2 separate regions of the Mus musculus genome follow, and region 1 is linked to region 2. The links are chromatin contacts, called in public HiChIP or PLAC-seq maps. All regions are on one chromosome and are shown on one strand. The core of a region is the stretch at or near the end of the contact, and the rest is flanking DNA. Distances in the headings are between cores, read along the strand shown.

The links. HiChIP or PLAC-seq counts read pairs in DNA pulled down with a chosen protein or histone mark.
Region 1: a contact with region 2 is called in an H3K27ac HiChIP or PLAC-seq map of embryonic stem cells, with 2.9 times the contacts expected there. The contact joins two enhancer-like sites. A contact is called at or near these places in 7 of 484 Hi-C or Micro-C datasets (cardiomyocytes, cerebellar granule neurons, cerebellum and 4 more) and 2 of 115 datasets of contacts at active chromatin or transcription factors (cardiomyocytes and embryonic stem cells).

The regions. Positions count from the first base shown.
Region 1 is chr1:54,383,161-54,387,902 of GRCm38.p6, reverse strand. No RefSeq gene overlaps it. Among named protein-coding and RNA genes, the nearest start is that of Gtf3c3, 53 kb to the left of the region's middle. Within about 2 kb of position 3,457, at least 3 of the 459 cell types and tissues checked have an H3K27ac peak or open chromatin away from gene starts, as enhancers often do. A contact at or near this core is called in embryonic stem cells, where this site is marked.
Region 2 is chr1:54,050,519-54,055,448 of GRCm38.p6, reverse strand. The region is part of intron 1 of Hecw2 (HECT, C2 and WW domain containing E3 ubiquitin protein ligase 2); the gene reads left to right. Among named protein-coding and RNA genes, the nearest start is that of Hecw2, 140 kb to the left of the region's middle. Within about 2 kb of position 2,443, at least 5 of the 459 cell types and tissues checked have an H3K27ac peak or open chromatin away from gene starts, as enhancers often do. A contact at or near this core is called in embryonic stem cells, where this site is marked.

The DNA of each region.
Region 1 (4,742 bases), core at 2,208-4,707, 330 kb before region 2:
AGAGCACTCTCTGCTGGCAAGCTCTCTTACAGGGAAGGTGCTCAGATATCTTGTATTTGGACCTCCTCCTGGCCGAAGAAGAAGGCCCAAAACAGGACCTTTCTCAGACACTGTGTTGCTTTGGCAGTTCCCAGGTGATACAGACTCTCACCTAAGCAGACTAAATTCCTAAGTTCCTTGGAGTCCCGGGACCAAGATGGCGACCGCTGCTGCTGTGGCTTAGGCCGCCTCCCCAGCCGGGCGGGCACCTGTCCTCTGGTCCGGAAGGTGGCCGGCTGTCCCCGGCCCACACAGGGTGCTGCCTCAGCGCCTCTGTGCTTCTGCCTGTTCCAGAAGCTGTCAGGTTCTCTGGCGCACCCTCTCACCTGTTCAGACTAATTTCCTAAGTTCGGCGGGTCCCGGACCAAGATGGCGACCGCTGCTGCTGTGGCTTAGGCCGCCTCCCCAGCCGGGTGGGCACCTGTCCTCTGGTCCGGAAGGTGGCCGGCTGTCCCCGGCCCACACAGGGTGCTGCCTCAGCGCCTCTGTGCTTCTGCCTGTTCCAGAAGCTGTCAGGTTCTCTGGCGCACCCTCACACCTGTTCAGACTAATTTCCTAAGTTCGGCGGGTCCCGGACCAAGATGGCGACCGCTGCTGCTGTGGCTTAGGCCGCCTCCCCAGCCGGGTGGGCACCTGTCCTCTGGTCCGGAAGGTGGCCGGCTGTCCCCGGCCCACACAGGGTGCTCGAGGCCACCCATTTCAATATCAGCATTAGGGTATGTCTGATTGAGTGTATAAATAGTATCTCTTGTTTATTCTGTGTGTGTGTGTGTGTGTGTGTGTGTGTGTGTGTGTGTGTGTGTGTGTGTGTGTATGTGTGTGTGTGCATGTGCGCACATGAATGCAGGGGTCTCTCATTGAACCAGTTGACTAGTTTGGCATGCCAGGAAAGTGTTCTTGGACTCAGATACACCCAGTCCTCACATGAAGTAATTTTATTCTCTAAAACTCCATTTTCCAATATATTCTTGCATAAGCTCAACTGGGTTCCACAAAGGTATACTGGTTAGTAGCACTTGTAAAAAGAGGTGATGGCTTGGGATAGGAGACTTCCAGCTCCATGGCTGAGCTGGACAAGATGCCCGCTGGAAGAATCTAAAGATGGCTGTCATGGTGAGGTCTCTGTATTCTGATTTTGCTCAGTCATTGGCTGGAGTGTCAATAAAGGCAAGATGTCTCTGGATGCAAAAACACTCTAAGCACACCACAAAATGGGTACCACAAGAAGGGATGAATTCAGAAAACACAAGGCTTACAGGGTTAGACATTTAAGTGCCAGAATTCAATGAGGAAATAGAAAAAACAGTTTTAAGAAGACAAAATAGAAAAAGGGCTGAAAATTTTTTCAGAGAATTTAACATTCCAAAATGTCATGACATTATGGCAGTTAATTACTATTTCTTATATTTCATTTATAATTTGCCACGGCACTCCGGTCGAGTCAGCCTGTCAGGCAGGGATGCCTAAAAGCTGCTCATGAGGCAAAGAGCTTCACGGAAGCTCTCCTCCTGGAGTCTGGCGTTCCCTTTATCCCATACATTAATTTTCCATTCCCGAGTTAGTCTAGTGTATGGATCCACATGCTCTCTTTCAGTATTTTCCTATTATAAGTGCCTTTTAAGATTGAATTCTGACATAGTTAAAGCCTTCCACCAGTGTTCCAACAGTCCTAGAAGTCCTTGAGGAAGATCATGGGCTAGAAATTCAATAGGAATGTTGCTAATCAGAATAGCCTCTAGTACTACACTATAAAACCTAGGTCACTCCCTTACACAGGAATTTACCATCACTAGGAAGAAGGAAGTTTCAGACCAAAGAGAAACCAGAATAGATACTTAGAACTAAAGGAAGTTTCAGACCAAAGGAGAAACCAGAATAGATACTTAGAACTATAGCGAAGTTACACCCATACATACGTATTTAAAATGGCCTAAGGGGAAGGTGGATCATTTTTTAAAGGAGTGGGGAGCTGTAGGAAAATTAGAAAATTTGGTTAGACTTAAGAAAGCTAACTTTAGTATCTGTTATCCAGTCTCTGCATGCTTAGAAGGCTCAGGGCTTGACTGAAGTTTTGGCTGCATCTGTCAGAAAGGTTGGATGAAGTGAGGTCATCTGGAATCTCCAGATCCCTGAAGCTGTTTTGGAAGCAGTGGATTGTGCAGGATGCACAGAGCAGTTAAGGATAAATCTTTGCTCCTTGTTTGAACAGGTGGAAGGCAGCTGTCTTTTTTAATGAGTTAATTTGATCATAACCAATTGTAATCTTTATTCATGCCATATGAAGGATGGCATGAAGAATCTTAAGGATTTCATAGTCAACAAAATTTATTGTCTAATTTTAGCTGAAGTTTTGGCTAAAGACATTTTTATGTCTAAACCAGTTACTGAGCTGTTCCCATGTATAGGAATCAGCAAATCAGTTACCCGTCCTGCTTGATGTTTTCAAATTTTTCTTTTTTGTAGCCAAGAACTTCAGGAGATCTTTCTGTCATATTTGATCCATATCACTTTGGAAGCGGTCCAAAGCCTTTTCTTTTCTATTAACACAAATACAGAGCCTCTCTCCCAAAATAACATGTCCTTGGTTCAGGATCCCAAACTTATAACCACATGCATTTTGATAAATAAAACAATTCAAAGCAACTAAAGCAATCTAAGCAAATATTATTATCTATTGAGATAGTGTTCCCCCACAATTTCCTGCCCTGATCTACATGAGATCAAGGCCTAAATTATTCATATGTATACTTAAAATTCTCTCTTCTATGGAAATTAGTATCTCTGTGGATATGTATGTCCCATTTCTCTTTATAATACTTAAATTAACATAAGTTTCTACTGTCTGAGATAAGATTTCTCTACTTCTCTTCCCCTGCTCTTGACCTACCATTTAAGATCAAAAGCCTCAATTTATTTATTAACTTTCTATACTTTCCTATGTATTCAGCTTCAATTAAATTCCCTTCTACTTACTGTATAAGCCTATTTCCAGACTCTAAATTTGTCAAACCAGGCTAAGCAGTCCCAGAAATTCCATGTAGACCATATTGAGATCCCTAATGCTGCCCTGGCATAGACCTTTTCAAATTTCTTCTAATGCACTTTTCTCATTTATTCTATTCTATTGAGATTAGTATCTCTGTGGATCTATCTATCTATCTATCTATCTATCTATCTATCTATCTATCTATCTCTTGAATTAACATTCTTTCCTTTGTGTTTAACTTTAAGTTGCCTTTTAATACTTAAAAAACCGCTTAAACATTACCATTGTACTTTAATCTATCCTTAAAAACAATTAAATTACATTCCACTCATCTTTATCTTTTGATTACCTGCTTGTTGAAGGAGAGCAGTCTCTATTGTCTGCCTTCCTCTCCCTTCTGAGCAGCCTGTCTGTTTGCACAGCAGGGGCTCCCAGCTCCTGAGAGTTCATACTCTCTGAGCCAGCCAGAGGCCTTTGCTAAGGGTGGGTGGGTGCTGTGTGCCTTTGTTCTAGTTCCAAGGCTTGTGCAGCTTGGGGAAGACCCATGTGACTCAGCTGAGAAACCAATTCTCCCTCCCTCCTAAACTCAAGTCACACAGTGATTGTTTTCCATTCAGTATCTCCAATTTTTAAAAGCAAGTTCTTGCCCCAGGTTGGTACTCCGTCTTGTATTTTCTTATGTGCATTAAATAACAGTACATTTAGAGTTAAGCTTAATAATTTCATTGTTTTAATACATCAACTTTTAATATTATATATATGATATGCATGTCAGAAGTGCTGGATAGCACCAGGGAAACATGAGGACTGATGATATGAATTCACAGTGACTGTAGCATGCACAAGACTTATGCAAGTTAAAAACCAGACAGAATCCCAGTACTGAGAAGAGGAAGTGGATATAAAGTCCCACCTCTAACTGAGACACTCTGCAGTTAATACCTGCTGGGAAGGGAAAGTCAGTGTTTCCAGTGGGCTATTGTTGGGAATATTAACCATAGTCTAAGGCAGGCCCCATGCCCAGAAGTAATTGGGCAACACAAAATGAACCCCATTTTTCTTATCTTGTATGCACTCGTTCTTTTAGTATATTTTGTCTTTTTTTTTAAAAAAAATTAAAAATTAAAAAGTTTTAGTTTTTGTTTTTAGAGCAAGAAAGAAAAAGGTCATAGAGTTGGTGGAAAGGGAATGGGGAGGATCTGGGAGGAGATGGGGGAGGAGGAGGAATGATAAGAATATAGTGTGAAAAAATTCATTAAAAAACTTAAAAAGATTATGTATGGCTACACATACATGTATATGTAATATGTATAATTTCAGGTAAAAAAAATAGGATCCCTTAAGGCAGAATAAAAAACCGTGGTGTTATTTGCTCCCTATCCTTTTCCTTCTGTATAGCTCTTCCCTCCTCCTTTGCAGTGGGAGCCCCTCCCCACTATTCTACCATATCTTCATTATCATCATACATTTTGGACAGGACTCATAATTTGAGCTGGATCTGACCGGAAGGTGTTGGCTAGTCATGTCACTCAGGCCACTCCCTTTGTAAATTTTGTGTATTTTGTAAACCCACAAGGCAAGAAAGTGGACACCTCCCCTTCCCTGAGAAGGTCTATCAGCCAGGCCCCTCCTCAGGACCTCCCTAATTGTCATAATGGCACTTCCAACTTCTGTAACTGTCACAGAGGTCATCTCCAGCCCCTTAATAGGACCCTCC
Region 2 (4,930 bases), core at 1,194-3,693:
ATGAGGTTGCATTTGTACTAATAACCTAACTGACCGTCTTGAGGGAATTACATTTGCTATACCAATGACTACTTAAAAGGATGTTACAGTGTATTGTTTGTTAATATGAATGTGTGTATTACACTTGTGTAAAAAAAAAAATAGGCTCTAAAGCAGTTCAGCTTTGTAGTGTGATCTCATCTTATCTATACATAAATAGCTATGCATGTATTTCTAGACCAGACTGCTGTAGGTTATCATGTCTGGGAACTGACCTTAAGGATTTTTCATTTCTTTTTCTATTTTTTAACATATTTTTACAGTGTGTATGTGTTATTTTTAAGACTGGCAAAGCATCCTACAAAGGTACTTCTTCTCCCTGTCTCACCACTCACTTTGTGATACATTTAGGTCGTCACGTTTTGATATGGTTTGGCTATGGAATTTGAGAAGAAGCTCCATGCCATGATAGTGTTTTTAAAGTTCAGACTTACAGGACTTATTATTCCCTCCTCAGAAACTAATCCAGAAACTGAGATGTGCTGTCATTGGGCCGGCTTGCTCTGAACTGCAGGTCTCCTCTGTAGTTGGTCTCAGATCCTAATCTAAACATGACTCTGTGTACAAAAATAGAACTAAAGCAGATGATATTATATATGTACCTCAGTCAACAAGTGTCATCCATAATTAGGGGTGTAGTCAATCAGAATGCTTCTCCTGGGCTTTTCTCTGGGCCTGGGTTGAAATGCATGATGTAGACCTCTCATCCCCCTGTGCAGCTCAATATGGATTTGGAGTCTACTGATACCAACATGTTTGGTGAGTTTGTTTTCTATTAGAGATTTGACACATTGACTTAAAAATGGTTTATTTGGCTGTATCCTTTGAAAGTCTCCTTGAGAAGTTAATTATTCATCTGACAGATTTTTAATATCACTCTAGTCTGACAACTTAAATTACTGTGGTGTTTATGATAAGAGTTATTACTGATTTCCTACAGAAACCTCTAAGCCTGGATGATACAGCGCTTTGAATAACAAAGGATTATTATTATTTCTGCATATAAAAGACATCAGTACAAATAAGTCTCCAGTTGCTAATTCCCAAGATCAGGGTGCTATAGTCACAAAATACTGAAATATTGGTTTATATTAAACAACAGAAAGGACACTGTGTATTAAAACTCTATGTTAAGTCAAATATTCTGGTACATCTTTTGCAAATCCCAGTGAACTACATGATCATAGAAACGTGATGTTTGGGCCCCACTCCGTGATCTGTATGATGATCTGTAGATGTGGGTTGGAGGCTAGATGGCAGTAGTATACCATACTGTCTGTTGTCATGTCTAGGTGAAGATACCTTCCATGAATATTTTCTTTGTCCTCAGCCTAATTCCCAGGGGGAAATGTTCCCTATACCTATTTTAAGCTCACTATTTCCTCTAGTTTTCTTCCATGCCCTTCTCTGGCTGAGCACCATATTTTGAAAGTCAACTCTATTCCCATCCTTCTTGGCATGAGAGACAGACCTTAGTTTCTTAGTTTATGGCAGGCTGTCTTAGTCATTGTTTTATTGCAATAAAGACACCATGTTTCCAGCAACTTTTTAAAGGAGAAAACATTTAACTGGGAGCTTGATTACAGTTTCAGAGGCCAGTGACTTACTTCCTCCAACAAGGCAATACCTCCTAATCCTTCTAATCCTATCAAATAGTTCTACTTCTGGTGACTAAGCATTTAAATATATGAGTATATAGGGGCTATTCTTATTCAAGCTATTGTATTCTACTCCCTGGCTTCTAAAGACTTATAGCCACATCACAATGCAAAATGCATTTAGTCTAATTTCAAAAGTCCCCAATCTATTACAGTCTCAATGTGGTTTAAAAGTCTAAAGTTCAAAGTCTCTTCTTAGACTCTTGGTAATTTTTTACTGTAATCCCCTTTAAAAATCAAAATAAATAAACATACTTCCACCATGCAATGGCACAGAATTCTAAAGGGGGCAAAGGAGAGCACAGTGAAGAAAGCAAAGCAAAAGAAGACCAAAAACCAGCCAGGCAAACTTCAAACCCTGCATCTCCATGTCTGATGTCAAAGCAGTCTTCAGATCTCCAACTTCTTTCAGCTGTGTTGACTACAGCACAATTTTTTTTTTTTTAAAGTTGGCTCCACATGCCTTTTGCAACTTCCCTTAACAGGTATCCCACAACTCTGACATTTCCAACATCTTGGGTCTCCAACAAAATCCAGGCTTTTTCTTCACTGCTTCACACAGTGTCCTATATGGGCTTACAGGCATGTTCCTGACACATGCCTAGCCTGACCATCTTTCTTTTAACTATTGAGAGAGATTTCACAACTCCCTTCTTGCATCTTTGACTCTAAAGCCACAAGCATGTGGCCAAAGCTGCCAAGCTCTGTGCTTCAGGGGAGTGGAACTTGGCCCCCTCTTCAATTACATCTGCATCCTCATTCTGTTGTTAATGGTTTCCTTCACCACTTAAGCTTTCCTTTAAATCCTTTTCACAAATTGTAAACTGGGTTGGGTCTTGCCCTGAGACAGCACTCACTCCCTCATTCCATTTAGCACCAGGATTTTCTTTAAACATTTTATCCTCTTGAGCATTGGACCTGGAACCATTACACTTCCAGTTGCTCCTTTTCTTCCAAAACTGTACATTTTATGTTTCTCCTTACCCCACTTGTTCCTTTTCTTTATAGATCTACCCAACAGTGTCTGCTGATAACCACACAATAATAACACTTCACTACTGTGTTGTCTTGAAATCTCCTCTGCCAACACTGTTAATTTGAAAGTCCCAGGCAAACTTTTAGAACAAGGTTTTAAAAAAGCAGCCCGATTCTTTGCCAAAATATCAGAAGAATATTCTTTAGCCCGTTTACTAATATTGTTCCCCTCAGAAACCTCTTGATTTGGGCCCCTACAGTTCAAATCACTCAGCACTATCTTTATATGCTTGCTAAGATGGGCAATTAAGCCCTGCTTAAAACATACAAAAGGCTTTCGACTTGAAAGTCCTAAAGTCTTCTATATTCTTTCTGCAAAAGGCACAGTCTGGTCTAACACAGAAATAAACACCACTCCCTGATAACAACTTCTGTTTTAATCACTGTTATATTTCTGTGAAGAGACACCATGAACAGGCCAACTCTTTTTTGTTGTTGTTGTTGTTTTTTTTGTTGTTGGGAGGGGGTGGTTCAAGACAGGGTTTGTGTAGCCCTGGCTGTCCTGGAACTCACTCTGTAGACCAGGCTGGCCTCAAACTCAGAAATCTGCCTGCCTCTGCCTCCCAAGTGCTGGGATTAAAGGCATGCGCCACCACTGCCTGGTTTAAATAGGCCAACTCTTATAAGAGAAAGCATTTAATTTGGGGCTTTCTTACAGTTTTCAGAGGCATAGTCCATTATCATTGTGGTTGGAAGCATGGCAGCAGGCATGGCTACATCCTGATGTGCAGGCAGAGAATGAGACTGAGTCTGGCATGGGCTTTTGGAAAGCCCACCCCCAGTGGCATACTTCCTCCAGCAAAGCCATGCCTCCTAATTCTTCTAATCCTATCAATCATTTCCACACCCAGGTGACTAAGCATTTAAATAAATGAGCCTCTGGGGACCATTTTTCTTCAAACCACTGCACTGTTTTTATTATTATTATTATTATTATTATTTTTTTTTTTTTTTGGTTTTTCGACACAGGGTTTCTCTGTATAGCCCTGGCTGTCCTGGAACTCACTCTGTAGACCAGGCTGGCCTCGAACTCAGAAATCCGCCTGCCTCTGCCTCCCAAGTGCTGGGATTAAAGGCGTGCGCCACCACGCCCGGCTGTTTTTATTATTTTATTTCATCCTGTCCTCGTGTTTCATATAAATGTGTCTTTATGGTGTATGTATATGCATATGTGTATATGTGTGTGTGTATGGTATATGTGCATGTTTGTATTGTGCAGGTATGTGAATACCTTGTTCTATCTCTTTGCCCTTTTCCTTCCTTCCTTCCTTCCTTCCTTCCTTCCTTCCTTCCTTCCTTCCTTCCTTCCTTCCTCCCTCCCTCCCTCCCTCCCTCCCTCCCTTCCTTCTTCCTTCCTTTCTTCTTCTTCTTTTTTTCATAGATAAAGCTGCATTTTATTTTTTATTTGAGGTTGGACCTTTCATATTCCAGGTCAGCCTTGAATTCAAGACCTTGCCTCCACCTCCCAAGTCCTTGGGTAGCAGGTGTGCTTTCCTTCCAGCAGGCTCCATTATCCACAATTTATTATACTCAGATGTCAGAAAAGCCTTAAGCTCAGCCAAGGTCTTTATTCAAGAACTGAAGGAGTCTGGGATGAGGGAGGATGTTTACACAAAACAGCACTGGTCCTGAGATACACAATAGTTAGGGCCAAGGACCAGAAACTACTGATCCCTTATAGAGGGGAGGCTTCAGACTTGATCTGTGTCTAAACAGGTCTCAGGTCTCATTTCTTAGTCAACATTTCTTCATCCCTTCAGAAGTTCCAGGAAACAGCTTGATAACCACTGATGGGTTGTCTTGTCTCTTCTAGTTCCAGCATCTTGGTTTCCTAGGCTAAACAAGAAAACAGCAAAATGGCCTTTTCGTCTTGATTCTTCTCAAGATGTATTTTTGAGACTAGGGAATAATTCTAAGCTGGGATGTAGATAAGACATGTTCCAAAAGGGCTCAGGGAACCCTTCCACTTTGTGGGGCCCTTCACCTGGAAAAGCCCGGAACAAGCCCTGGTTTGTGATGGCGGTAAGACACAGGGAAGGTGAGGGCCATGGCCCCATTAGTTTCTTGAGACTTGTCTCTCACTGATCTTACTAGTGCTGCACTAGTGGTCAGAAAGCTTCAGACACCTTCCTGTCTCTAACCCCACAGCACTGCAATTACAGGCATGAGCAGGACCATACCTGACATTTTATATGGCT